2 separate regions of the Triticum aestivum genome follow, and region 1 is linked to region 2. The links are chromatin contacts, called in public HiCAR-type maps. All regions are on one chromosome and are shown on one strand. Each heading gives the region's core, a stretch centred on a gene start, on an enhancer-like site or on the middle of the called end of the contact. The rest is flanking DNA. Distances are from core to core; before and after follow the strand shown.

What was found. HiCAR-type assays count read pairs that join an accessible place to other places.
Region 1: a contact with region 2 is called in a HiCAR-type map of leaf, with 4 times the contacts expected there. The contact joins the promoter of LOC123086840 here to the promoter of LOC123086835 in region 2. A contact is called at or near these places in 2 of 5 Hi-C or Micro-C datasets (leaf and root) and 1 of 1 datasets of contacts at active chromatin or transcription factors (leaf).

What each region holds. Positions count from the first base shown.
Region 1 is chr4A:543,593,809-543,600,101 of IWGSC CS RefSeq v2.1, reverse strand. LOC123086840 reads left to right here and starts at 1,790. Exons shown (of 3, transcript XM_044508658.1): 1 at 1,790-2,094; 2 at 2,197-2,283; 3 at 2,375-2,894. The coding sequence starts at 1,876. The coding sequence ends at 2,623. It overlaps LOC123086839 (protein FAR1-RELATED SEQUENCE 5), which reads left to right. Exons shown (of 6, transcript XM_044508657.1): 4 at 1-362; 5 at 468-755; 6 at 845-1,726. The coding sequence ends at 1,507. It overlaps LOC123086838 (a long non-coding RNA gene), which reads left to right and starts at 3,552. Exons shown (of 8, transcript XR_006441144.1): 1 at 3,552-3,748; 2 at 3,902-4,073; 3 at 4,218-5,108; 4 at 5,233-5,367; 5 at 5,454-5,538; 6 at 5,656-5,913; 7 at 6,018-6,293.
Region 2 is chr4A:543,371,796-543,378,776 of IWGSC CS RefSeq v2.1, reverse strand. It overlaps LOC123086835 (zinc finger protein 1-like), which reads right to left and starts at 2,472. Exons shown (of 1, transcript XM_044508655.1): 1 at 1,216-2,472. The coding sequence starts at 2,463. The coding sequence ends at 1,573.

The DNA of each region.
Region 1 (6,293 bases), core at 541-3,040, 220 kb before region 2:
CACTAGGACCACTATACACCAAGAAGAGTGACTTCCAGGCTGAATTTCACAAAGTTGTGAACCACATGCTAACTGAAGAAGAGTTTGAATCAGCCTGGCAAGCTCTCCTCGACAAGTACAATTTGAGGAATCATAACTATATGACCCAAATTTATGAAACCAGAAAGAAATGGGCGAAACCATATTTCCGGGGTGTTTTCTGTGCAAAAATGACAAGCACCCAAAGAAGCGAGAGCGCAATCCACATGCTGAAATCATACATGCCACCAGCCAGCCCAATGCATGTTTTCGTCCGACAATACATGAAACTGCAGTTTGATCGAGAACGGGACGAAAGCTATGAGGAGAAGAGGACTATGATTGTAAGTAGCTTCATGCCGTACACAATATGCTGATCTTGGGTCGTTGTGTCGTCTGGGGACTTAGTGGATGAGATTCTTATGTATACTGCTGTGTTTTCATTGCAGGGCGGTGCTGTCAGACGTACTAACCTTGCTATAGAGCGTCATGCCAGCAAGGTTTATACAAGGAGCATGTTTGAGGAATTTGGACGACTACTTATCGAAGCAACATCATACAATGTTACTAAGGTGGAAAAGAAGAGGAAGTACATCACCACTCACAACAATGCGGCGAAAAGAGAGAAGTGGAGCAGAGTTGAATATGAGGTTACCATTAATGAGGACGAATCAAAATTCACTTGCGAGTGCGGCCAGTTTGAGCACACAGGGATGCTGTGCAGCCATGCATTGCGGGTAAAAGAGCCAGAAAACACGTAGCGTTTAATATAAAAAATCCAGTAACTGAAAAAACCCTGACTAGCTAGTGGTTTTTTCTCGTGCAGGTTATGGAAATTCTGCATGTAGAAGAAATCCCTAAATGCCACGTCGTAAAACGGTGGACAAAGGATGCAAGAGACATAATACCAGGTCACCTAGTCCAGTACCAGAGAGACAATTCACAGAACATGTCATTCACTTGTAGGCATGCGACACTATACTTCAAAGCCATGGAAGTCGTGCGGATGGGTGACGCAAGTGCAGCGTGCTACGAGCATGTCAACGCTGCACTTGATTCGGTGATTCAGAGTGCAGCGCCTTTGCCAGAGAAACGTGATGGACTGGCTTTTGAGGATCGCGTGATTCCAATGACTGATGTCAGGATATCTGCCAATGGCGAGCAAGAAAATGCTGAACGAGAGGCCGACCATTGCGCAAGTGCCGGAAATTCATTCAGCACGAATGCCATGCAGTGCCTCACAGCTCCAGAGAAGCGTCGAGGTCCTGGCAGGCCTACGAACAACAGGGAGAAGGCGCCGTATGAAGGACTGAGTAAGAGAACAAGGTTCTGCAGCATATGTCGGTGCGAAGGGCACAAGAAAACGACATGCCCAGAGAGAGGGGATATGCCGAAAAAGCCACGGAAGCCTGGTAAATGCAAAAACTGCGGAATAGAAGGGCACCGACGAACGACGTGCACGAGACCACTAGGGTTTGCAAAGAATTGATATAGGTTTCTACGCTTATGTGTTTTTCGAGATGGCTTGTAAACTATGGTAGAGTGGGACGCACACGATTAGTGTTGAACCCTTGTATACCGCTCTGCTGAGGTTTTCTGTGCTTATCGTCCGGGAAACTTGTTTACTAATGTGCTAAAGTTAGAAAACTGAAATTGCTACTGGCTGTAACATTAATAATAAGTTGCTTAGTTGGTCGTCTGTGTCATACGGATACATTTTTGCTTACAGTGGATGGCGACATAAATGGTGGCCTGGATAGGCTTACGACTTGTTTGCCTCTCGACGGCAAAGTCGCAACGTTAGCCTGTGGTATCTATGGCCGTAGCAACCAATTCAAAATTCAAAAAAGGTACCGTATGCAGGGAAAGGGCGCCCTTGGAGCTGGCAGATGGCACGGTATAAATAGGAGGCCAAGGCTGAGGTGGTACACTTCAGACACACCACTTCCCACAGTGCAGTTCGAAAAATTTCAAATCGCCCGCCTGCATCCGATGGGAGGCTCAGTCGCTGAATCGAGGAGTAGTGGCACAACCAGAGGCGAGGGGCATAATGCGTTCCTCCACCTGATTACTCCTGTGAGTTCCTCAGATCTTTTTCTGAAAAATTGTTTTGTAATCTATGCATATGCTTCAGCCGCACATCAATTTCTGAAGGGAGCAAGAAACTACATGTTGCAGCCTTCATCTCCATCGCCGGCGGAGTCCGTATCTACCGCCTGGAGCACGAAACACCAGCCAGATGATTTGGAGCTCGGGAATGGAGAGGTCAGGATTTCAAACTGTACAAAACTGTCGCGTAAACAACTGAACCTTACATCAATCCATTCTTATACAGTTATGTCTCGGTTCTCTTTAGGGGGAGGTCGTCCAAGACGATGCGTTTTACGAGCAGCCTCTCGTTCATGGTTTGGATGCCATGGTGGGGCAAGAACCCTTGAAAGAAGGGTTTGGCGATTACGATCCAACTGCTGCTCCTGACTCTCCTCGAAGCACTGGTAGCTCTGCCGTCGACGACGAATCTAGAGTCGTTTGTGGAGGCCATGTTGTAGACACTGAAGATGAAGAAGACATCATCAGCATGCCGCCGAAACGCCATCGTATTTGAGAGTAGAAAACGTAGCTTGAGGACAAGTGCTACTTGATTAGTCTGGTAAAGAGATGACGGTGATTTAGTTCGTAGCAGGCGTTCCACTAGGTTCATCATTGAATGTAGAATGTAGTTTCCCGTTTCGTGTTCACTCATTATCCGTCAGTAATGTTGAACTCCACGGGTCATGTGCTGGGAGTACGGGGGATAGGGCATGGTATGGGGCCGATCTATATTTTTTGCCTGACTTATTTCTCCTTGTCGTGAAGCTGCGTGTGTTCTTGCCGGTCAATAAATATAATTGGAAAAGGGACCGAAACGGGCAGCGGGTAGAGAACCCATGATATAAAATTAGTTGGTCCGATTTGCCTCGTGGTGTGAGTGGGAGAGATATCTCGTGAAATGCAAAAAAACATAATAAATGCGTGGGTGGGTGGATGTTGGCAGCAAGAGGGAGGACCGCTGCTCCCGTTTATTCCTTCCCCTTGGCATTGACCGGACTGAAACAGTGAATGAACTGTTCCGACCGGGGAGCATTTCAGCTAGTACCGGTCTGGTTCGGGAAAAAAGGACATGTGTACATCTCCTGTGTCCGTCCACTATGGGCAGCTTGCGCAGGTGGGCAATTTTAGAAACCGGGTTCAGATGGACCACGTAGTAAACAACCTGAATAAATTTTAAAAAAGTGAGCATATACACTCCGTGACAGGTGATATTTTGCAACGGGGTCATGATCCCAGGAGGCAAGCTACGTCCACGGTGTGGTATGCTAAATTCATCCCATGGCGAACCGTGCACCACTCCAAAACGCGGCAACCACGACCATCGATTGCAGAAAAATTCGTAGTATACATGGCAAAAAAATGCTGCTTTAGACATTTTTGGGCGGCGTGGGCAGCTAGTAGTAAAGATGATTTGACCTCTCACTGTGGCAAGGGGGGGTGAGAGACAGCTCGTTGCCTCATTTACAAAAAGGCTACCCGGGCCAGCGGCTAAAGTACTACTTTCTCCATCCCAGCTGCTTCACTTCCTCCTCCTGCACTGCTCCATCCCCCATAACCACTGTTGAGGAAGAACTAGATCTGGCGTCCGAGTGTTGAGACGACGACGAGATCATCTGCGCCCCTGCAGATAGTGCTCAAGGTGAGGTTCCCCGGTTCGGCAGCAGAATAAGTGGCAACATTGCTTTCTGAGCTGCACTTTTCTCTTTTCTTTGGGCTGCACTTTTGAGGTTGATTTTCCATTGGTTGGTGGTGCTGCCCTTTTCTAACTCCTAATCCATGATTCCTTGGGTAGGGCATTGAGCATGGAACCGCCGGATCGTCCATGCAAGAGGAATCTCCCATGTGGGGAAGGTGATGGCGATGGAAAGAAGAAAAAGCCAAGATCCGTCGGACCTAGCGAAGGATCCATCGATGGAGCGCGTGCTGGAGGCGAGGGCACTTCTGCAGCCACCCCCAATGCCTCAGTAAGCTGATATGCAGCAGTTCATCTTATCCGCAAAACTCATCTTCGCCGCGACCGTCGGGATTCGATTCGAATCTTTCTGCCGTGTTCTAGATTTGCAATGTTTTAGTGCGACGGATTAAGCCTGACTGGTGTGGTCGTTCAGAAACAAATCTTGCAGGGAGGAGCTGTTGCCGTTTGAGAGTCGCCCAACGATGCTACAAGGAAAAGGAGGGGAGAGCTGGTCAATGACAACAACCAAAGGTCATCGAGACGGCGTGTATCTCGGCGTACACTTGTGTTGGTTCATGGGTATCCACACCATGCCGGTCAAGTAATACCATTTGTGCCGCCGGGCCTGCTAGCCGAATCGACAGTACTTCATGGTAGAGTTGTAAGGTGTACTTGGAGCTGTCAGCATGTCCTCCGACTAGGGTTGACTCGCTACCCAATAGTGCATAGAACCGGCATGGCCAGCTTGTTGACTGCTGCATGGACGGGGGAGGCCGATAGAAGGTTCTATGCATGGCTGCTTAGTAGATTTAGGTGGCAAGACATGAGATTCACTTTCCCTGATGGCCAGCATAGATATTTCACTCCAAGATCCATTGTTAGAACATTGGGTCTGAGTAACAGTGGCCGCCAAGTCAGTATGATAAAGTTGCCTCCAAAACGTAGGCAAAATTTGGCACTCCATATTAGAACAATCCTAGGAATAGAGACTAAGAAGCATGCCAGGGATGGGGGTTTGACAATTCGAGCCGTAAGCAACGCTATCAACAGAATGATCGCTTTAGGAGATCTCTGTTATAGAGAAAGAGCTTTTGAGATGGCTTTCTCACTGTTAGCGGCTGGTACATGTGTTGGTCCTAAGCAGTCGTACACGTCGATACCTTAGGAGATGTTTGCTTGTGTGCTCTGCGCTGAGGGGACTGGTGAGTATGATCTAGCAGAATGGACATTTGAGATCATCAGAGCAGCTGCGAAGAAACTACAAAAAGATTTGGCGGCCGGTGTGAGAACTCTGATTGTTGGCGGCAGCCATTTGGCACTCATTGTAAGTGCTCTCGAGATAGTAATTTACAACATGTATGCATTGAATCATCATGTGAAAAAGAAAAGAAAACTGAATCTCTAACACGTTCGGCCACTTCCTTGTTTTCTTGATTGAACACTTGCAGCCATGGTTCTTCGACTAGATGAACTTCGGTGCAGATAACGTGGAGCCGCACACCGTCCCCCGCATAAGCGTTTACACCGGGGAGATATACATGAGGCTGATATATCTCACAAGGGAATACCCCTCTGTTTTTAATGTAAGACATGTTAATAAATGAATGTGCTTTCTGTCCATGCAAAATGTGAACTAACACATAAAAATTTCGTTGCTTGACGTGTGCAGACCAAGTCTTATGATGAGTTCAACCCGCTAGATGATGTGTGGCACGGGGTGGTGGGCGAGCCTAGTGGGATCCTGCGACATCCAGGTAAATAGAAACGAGCGTTAGTGATTTCCATTGAAAAATAAGAAAGTGCTTGTGAAGATATCAGAATAGTTTATCCTATCTTACTGAAACAATGCTCTGTTTTCGGGTTGGAAACAGATCAACTGGAAGCGCCACGGGTAGTTTAGGATATCATTGCAGCAAACCAACAGGCTGCCATGGACTGTTCCATAGATGTAGGCGATGAGGATCCCAGGGTTGAATGCGAGGACGATGAGAAGCATAGGGAACGCACAACTGCTAAAGGTAAATGGGCCGCAGAAGAGAGTTCAGAAAGCTCAAGCAGCGACAGTGATGAGGAACCAATTGACCCTAGTGTGCGACTAGGCAGAAGGTTGGAACGAGCTGACATAAGAGGTTCACATCGTAGCACTTACCATTCGAACCGATATCACACACTGCTAATAATAAAAGAACGAGGGCACGGTGACTAACTAATGTTTTTTTAAATGTCGCTGCAGGAGAAAACATTGATCCACCAAATCCCAATGCCAGCTTAAGAATCAGCAATGATGTCTGGAATGCCCGTGTTACACGCAATTATTGACAAACAAAATTGCATTAACCATTATCAAAACCGAGAAGAAATTGTGATATGGAGCTTCAACATGATGCTGTTGCCATGCAGGGCCGCGCAGAATGAACCGGATGCGGGCATGTCTGCAGCCTAGAATTGGTGATCAAGACGCTGGGGGGAGTGCAGCAAGGGGAACTGCTAGAGATCCATCTATGCTACG
Region 2 (6,981 bases), core at 1,223-3,722:
GAACAGGACACGAAGGCTGTACCCGTGGCGATCATTCAAACACGTTGGCGCAAGACGGCGGGCGCAATGATCGAGCAAGTCCAGGTGCAGTGGTCACCTGAATCCTCGCTGGGCACCACCTGGGAGGACAAGGTCGCACTCTTCGACAAGTTTCCTCAGGCGGAGGCTTGGGGTCAAGCCTCAACACAAGAAGGGGGGGATGTCGGCGCCCCTTCTCCTGACATACCGGCCCCACGGACCATCAGCGACGGACCAGGTCAGGGCCGGCCTCGCCAACAGCCCAAGGCCAACGCAAGAGTGGTTGGGCCAGAGTGGGTCCAATAGGCCCAGCCAGGCTACTACTTATCCTCAACCGCATCACCAGGGAGAGGTATCCAGAGGATCAAGGCGAACCCGGCGGCTACCTACTTTTCCTGCTTTTGAACCCTAGTTCTTCCTTCGCCATTCGTGTACTGGATCAAGCTTGTATCCCAGATAATCGCCACTGCTTAGTAGATCCACAAGTAGTCCCTATCAGTCTTCCTCACGTTTGAAAATACAAGGCCGGGGCAGCTTGAGCCTGATTGTCAATCTTCGAACATGGCAAAGCTGCAACCGGGCATACGGGAGGGGCCTGGACTCCGCATGTGATCCACCTTACTTAAGCTCATCCCGGCCATGATGTGCCACGACTTTCACCGAATAATCGATCGCCGCCTCTAGAAAATGTCCCATGCTGCACCGTTGTGGTGGCACCTTCAGCTGTCTACTTCTTCGTATCATTTTCGGTGGAAACAGCTCCGGTCTCCGCATCTTCCATCGACATTCCCCTTGCACCTGCCGCCCGGTGCGTGCCTGGTCGCTGAACTGCCACTTTGCCCCGGCCGGTCCGCTCACGCTGCGTTCATATCCTTCACCATGCCGACGGCCGGCCAATGATCGATTCTAGAGAGAGACAGCCAACTAGTGCTACTTCCTGATCGAGATGTTTTGGTGGCCAAGATTGAATTCGGAAGTTCGGACAAAGCTACCAGTAGCGTCTAGCGGCGCACACACGACGAGAGTGGCCGACACGGCAAGCAACTGCACATTTCATTGCTGGTCAGTCGGTCTTTACCCAACTGCTAGTACTACTAGCTAGTCTGGTGTAGTACATGGAAGAATTAGTTGTACTCTCTGTATACCATATCAATCTCGTTGAATTGTGTTATTACGTACGCCAAACAAATTAATCAATGAAAGAAGCGATCTACTGAGATGCATTACGTACTATATGGAAAATATAGAGAGATATGTACTACACCAATCGATGGCCAGCTCGATCGACCTCTACACTCCACTGGCTGGCTGGCAAGCAGGAGGTACTACGTGTGTACTCCCTCCGTCCGGAAATACTTGTTCTAGAAATGGATGTATCTAGACTTATTTTAGTTATAGATACATTCATTTTCTTTATTTTCAGGACAAGTATTTCCGGACGGAGGGAGTACGTATCACCAGCCAGCCGAGCATAAGCAATCCAAAAGAATACACACCGACGGGATTCACTCATCAACTGGCCGTTGATGATTGAAAAATTCTTTGATGATTTGGTTATGCCGGGATCATCAGCCTCGGCTTCTTGAACGCCAGCGGGATGAGCACCTCCTCCTCGTAGTCGTCGGCCGGCGCCGGCATGCACCGCTCGCGCTCGGTGACGATGTCCGGCAGCGCCGGCAGGTTCAGGTCGAACCCTCGGCTCGCGACCGCGGAGGCGCCGACGGGGCCCTCGTAGTGGCACCGCTTGTGCCCGCCCAGCGCCTGCCCGGTCGGGAAAGTCTTCTTGCAGACGGAGCACTCGTGCACCCTGCCACCTCCGCCCGCGCCGCTGGACGTGGTTGACGAGGACGCGGCGGGCGAGGCCGCCGCCGTGGCAGCGGGCTCGTCCGCGCCGGCGGGGGCCGGCTTCGGGCGGTGGCTCGCCTTGTGCCCGCCGAGGGCCTGGTAGGACGGGAACCCCTTGCCGCACACGGAGCAGCGGTGCTCCTGCGCCGGCGAGGACGACGGGAGCAGGTGCCGGTCGCGGTGGCCGCGCGCCAGCATGAGGAGGCTGAGCGCGAGGTGCTCCTCCTCGCTGGGCGCGCGCTGCCGCTGGCGCCTCGGGCGCCTCCGCTTGCCCCACCCCTCGTCGCACCGCAGCTGCCCCTCCTCTTCCTCCTCGCTCACCATCGCCGCCGCGTCGCGAACCGCGTCCACCGCCATGCACGCACGTACGCCGATCCAACACACGCAAGAACGTGCCTTGCTGATTCTCTCTGGCACGAAGGAAGAGTGGTGGGCAGTAGTTAAGTTAGCTACTGGAAGTGTGTGATGGAGCAGTGGTGAGTGGGTGGAGAGGGCGGGGCAACCGGTGGTGGTTTTATACAAGGGAGGGAGAGAGGTGAGCGAGTAGTGGTAGGGAAGTCGTTGGTGGTGATGCAGTGGTTTGTTGGTGTGTGTATGCATCAGTGTGTGTGTGTGTGTGTGTATTAGAGAGAGACCGAGTGAGGAAGTGGTGGTTGGTTCTTTGGGACTAAGCAATGGGAGGGAGGAAGAGTTAGTTGGAAGAGCATTTGGTCAACTAGAAAGCAGGGACGAGGAGGCTTCCAAGTGGTGCGAAAAGAATAGGGGGAGATGAGGGAGATGACTTTGATTATGACGATGATTCGGCTGTTTTGGGGTCTAGAACTTGATAAGATTCACGGTCAGACGTCAGTGAAGAAGAGTAAGTGAGAGAGGACTTGTTCTCTGCCCAGTCGTGGAAAGGACAACTTGATAAGATTTCACGGTCAGTGAAGAGGAAGAGACTGTTTACAGTGGGGAGTAACATAAAGTAGTAACTTGCCGATGTTATTAATCTATGCTATTATTTTCATAGTGGGTAGTAACATATGAGTGGTATCATGAAAGAGTTTATTTATTAGGCTATAGACTCATTATGCCTTGAAATGTGTGATGTTACAGTAACTAGCTAAGTTACCACAAACTCCTCTCTCCTCATTAATTAGCTGCCACATAAGCAATCTTTTATTGAAATGTGTGATGTTACTAGTGAAATTACTCCCATTCTGACTAGTCATAAAGATGGAATTCTTGGGAAAATGGAACTTGGATCAATTATAAACTAGTTACGGTAGTAATGGAAGCGGGGTGGTGTGCCAAATGGATGGTTGATCACGCTGTGATGTCACGGGGTGAGAGAGGGAAGCATCTGGTGCGTTGGCCTCCGCTTTAAACAAATATCGCGCTGCGCGTTCGATCACGATCACTCTGAAATGGACTGCTTAATTACGCTTCTCTGAGATGAGAATCCTCCGCAGACCAATCTCAGCAGCGCTAGATAGATCCAATAACCTTTTTTCAGTTCACCTGTAGTTCTAGCTACGCTGTCAAGCTACCTCACCGCCGTGAGTGATCGACGGCCACTTGGGGAGTGACAAGCTAAAGGTAGCGAGTGGAGTACGTCGCCGTGTGCTGGTTCGTGGTCGACGGCCTTGTGTTGTGCGTGCGTGAGCGGAGCTGCCGCGTGGTAGGGAGAGCTCGGGCCGGATATCACTTGGGAGGCGGTGGGCACTCACATGGCGACCGTGTCCGGCTCGACGCTTCTCCATCTGGGGGCTGCAGAGGAAAGGCTTTCTGGAAAGAGCAGATGAGCAGAGCAGCTCACACTTCTCCTGAACGCCGCAGCGAGCTGGTACTGGCTGGCGACACGTGTACTGTCACCTCAACGTTTCGCCAGAAATTGATTAAAAAAAGAAGAAGAAAAACACGGCAATGAGCTGTGGCTGTTCAAACCGGGTCTCCCAATATGAATTCGACTCGTATAGTCTGTCGTCAGGCTAGTCGTATATCCATCGCGGAAATCGTTAGGTCAGTAGGTGATACTACGCCACAAATATCCGTGCGACCGATCGAGTTGGTGTGCAGTACGCGTGATCGATCGGTAGAGCTGTAGAATAAGGTACGCATATACACCACAAATATGTACGTACATCGACTGTGGAATTAATGGCGAACATACAAATCGAACCAGACAGGCACATATGCTAACAAGAACAAAGGTGTCCGCCTCTTTTCCGTTACGGAAAGTTAGGCGTACGCGTACTCTTAAAGAAGGCTGTATATGCTCTTTCCATGTGAAGCAAAATTCGATTAAACTGTGGCCAAACAAACACGGCAGAGACATGCATGCGTGCCGGCCTGTGCTGTGCGTGCAGAATTTGCTCGATGCAGAACGTTGCTTGCTAATGCTTGCTTTGTAACGGGAGGTTGCCTCCGGGCACATGGATGATGGATTCGTGCATAGCTGGAATCAGCGGACTGACCGGGGTTAGCGCACATGCGTGTACTATGTTTTTATACGCGAGATCCATAAGCGAGGGATGGGTAGATGCTTTGTGATTTGTGAATGTCACGTGTCATTCATCAGGGCGGGTCTCACCTGCTAACCGTGAGACCTGGTTTTATATTTTTTTTCCGTGCGACGGTGGCGGTGGGCATATGCACCGGCCCGCGAGCTTTTTTGCATACATGCTACAGTTGGCACCAACGTGTACGTGAATGGCGGGAAATTCAATATGCCAATATAGCAAGAAGATACGACGAGGAATAAATGTTTCTAAGACTGAACAGTGCAATCTAGAGTTTTCTTTTAGAAACTACTTATAATAATGTAATCTCGCAGCGAGTATTTATCGCATTAAGCGATCGCTGCGGGATGTCTCGCTAAAGGTCAGGAATCGATCCCTGGTCTAAGGGGAGTTCACGCGCGTTGCTATCCACTCCGTCCAAGCCGCAACCTTGGTAAGTGGAAGGTGCGGGCCCTACTTGAGGCCATTTGAGCCGGATTTTTTCATTGTTTTCTTTTATTCCTTTTATTTTTTATTCTCCATTTTTCATCCCTTTTTGCATTTTGTTTTCGGGTTTATTTTTCCATTTTTTGGTTTTTTTGGTTTTCTTTGTTCTTTCGGATTTTTTTATTCTCCAATTTTTTGATTTTCTTTTTTCCTTCTCCTTTTTTCAAATAGTATTCAAAAACATTGAAATAATTTTTCAACATTTTTTTATACATGTTTAACATTTTTTTTCAAATACTTGTTCAACATTTTGGTAATACTTGTTCAAATTTTTTTAAATACTTGCTCAAGATTTTTTCAAATACTTCTTCAACATTTTTGAAATACCTGTCAAAAAAATTGAAATGTTTCCTAAGAGTACTTTTCGTTATATATATATATATATATATATATATATATATATATATATATATATATATATATATATATATATATATAGGGTCGCGCTATTCGTCACCCTGGGTGAGGAATAGTTATTCTTCACCCCCCCTCTATTTTACCATCAATGCATCATAATTTTACGTTTCGTAAGTTTTGTCTTATTTCCGACGCAAAAAGAGACCGTAAGAAAATATATAATCGCTGTAAAAAATATTTTATGTTATGTAAAATTACAAACATAAAAACATAGTCTAAAATACACATAAACTGCAAATTTTCTTGTCTTATGACCTATATTTTTATTTTCTTATGTCAAATTTTACGTAGTGAATCAATAGGAATGTAACTATTTGAATTCCAAACGTAATTTAATTATGAAATGATCGTAAGATTACCTCGGGTGAAGAATAACTTATTCTGCCCCTGGGTGATAAATAGTAACACTATATATATATATATATATATATATATATATATATATATATATATATATATATATATATATATATATATATAATAGTCTAAAGTATAAATAAAAGAAAAAACAGAAAGCAAAAAATGAAAAGAAAAAGTGAGAAAAGAACAAAATAGAAACAGGTTGGAGTTTCTTGCGCCCGTGTAATCTAGTGTTCATTCATATATAGAGTGGGTCTGATGGGCCAAGTTGGGCCTTGAATAGCATAATGGCTTTAGATTCCTTATTATTGCATAGTATAGGTGTACCTTTTAAACATCTGGACAAAAAAAGTGGACCTTTTGACGAACTTGGCATCTCTCATTAAAAAAATCCCCTAAATCGTGTAAATTTTGGTGATGCTAGCTTCCACTGTGCACCATGTACATGATGTACTTGTAATAAAGTAGCCCATGCTCTTGCAGCTTTGGGTTGTAATGGGCTATAGGCATGAACCCAGTCGCTTGTGGCCTGCGTGTGCACCTGATGATGTGTTGATGATTCTGGCCAATGGTTTGGCTATGCCTACTGCGTAATGGAATGCATGATTCCATCTAAAAAAACATTCTTTAAAGATGCGTTTGGTTTTAGAAACCAACTGGAATGTAACGGGTCGGACCCGTCCCTGACCCACGTTCTAGTGTTTGGTTTGTAACTGGAACTAAACCCACTCGTTCCCATCCACCGAATATTCCGCTCAGATCCAGAACCAAGCGATCTCTCCAAATCGAGCGGACCACGCGGAACCGTCGCTCGTGCCTCCTCTCTCGCACGAAGCCCTCTCTCTCGCGTGCTTGAGGCACTCTCGATCTGCTCTCTCCCTCGATCCGTGCCGTCGGCCGGTCCCTCCTTGGATCTGCGCCGCCGGACGCTCCTCTCCTGGATCCGCATCGCTGGCCGGTCCCTCCTTGGATCTGCGCCGCCGGACGCTCCTCTCCTGGATCCGCGTCGCCGGCCACTCCTCTCCCTCGTCTCCTCCTGAATCGGCTGGCGGGCGGCGAGCAGCGGGTGCACGGGGCAGGCGGGCGACGAGCGCGAGTGTGCAGTTCTTAGGCGGCAGCAGTGGGGCGACGGGTGCGCGGCCGACGCAGGGAAGAAGGGTTACATCGGAGGCGGCGGGTGCGGGGCCAAGGCCAGGAAGACGGCCGACAGCGGGGACGGCAGGTGCGGGGCTCACGCCGGGAAGAAAAGCGGTGGCGTCCAGCGCTCAAACGACAATTGGAGAGCATGTGCATGGCGGCTGATGTGGATTGCACCGGCGAGTGTGTGGCCAAGGCCGGGAAGAGGGGCGCT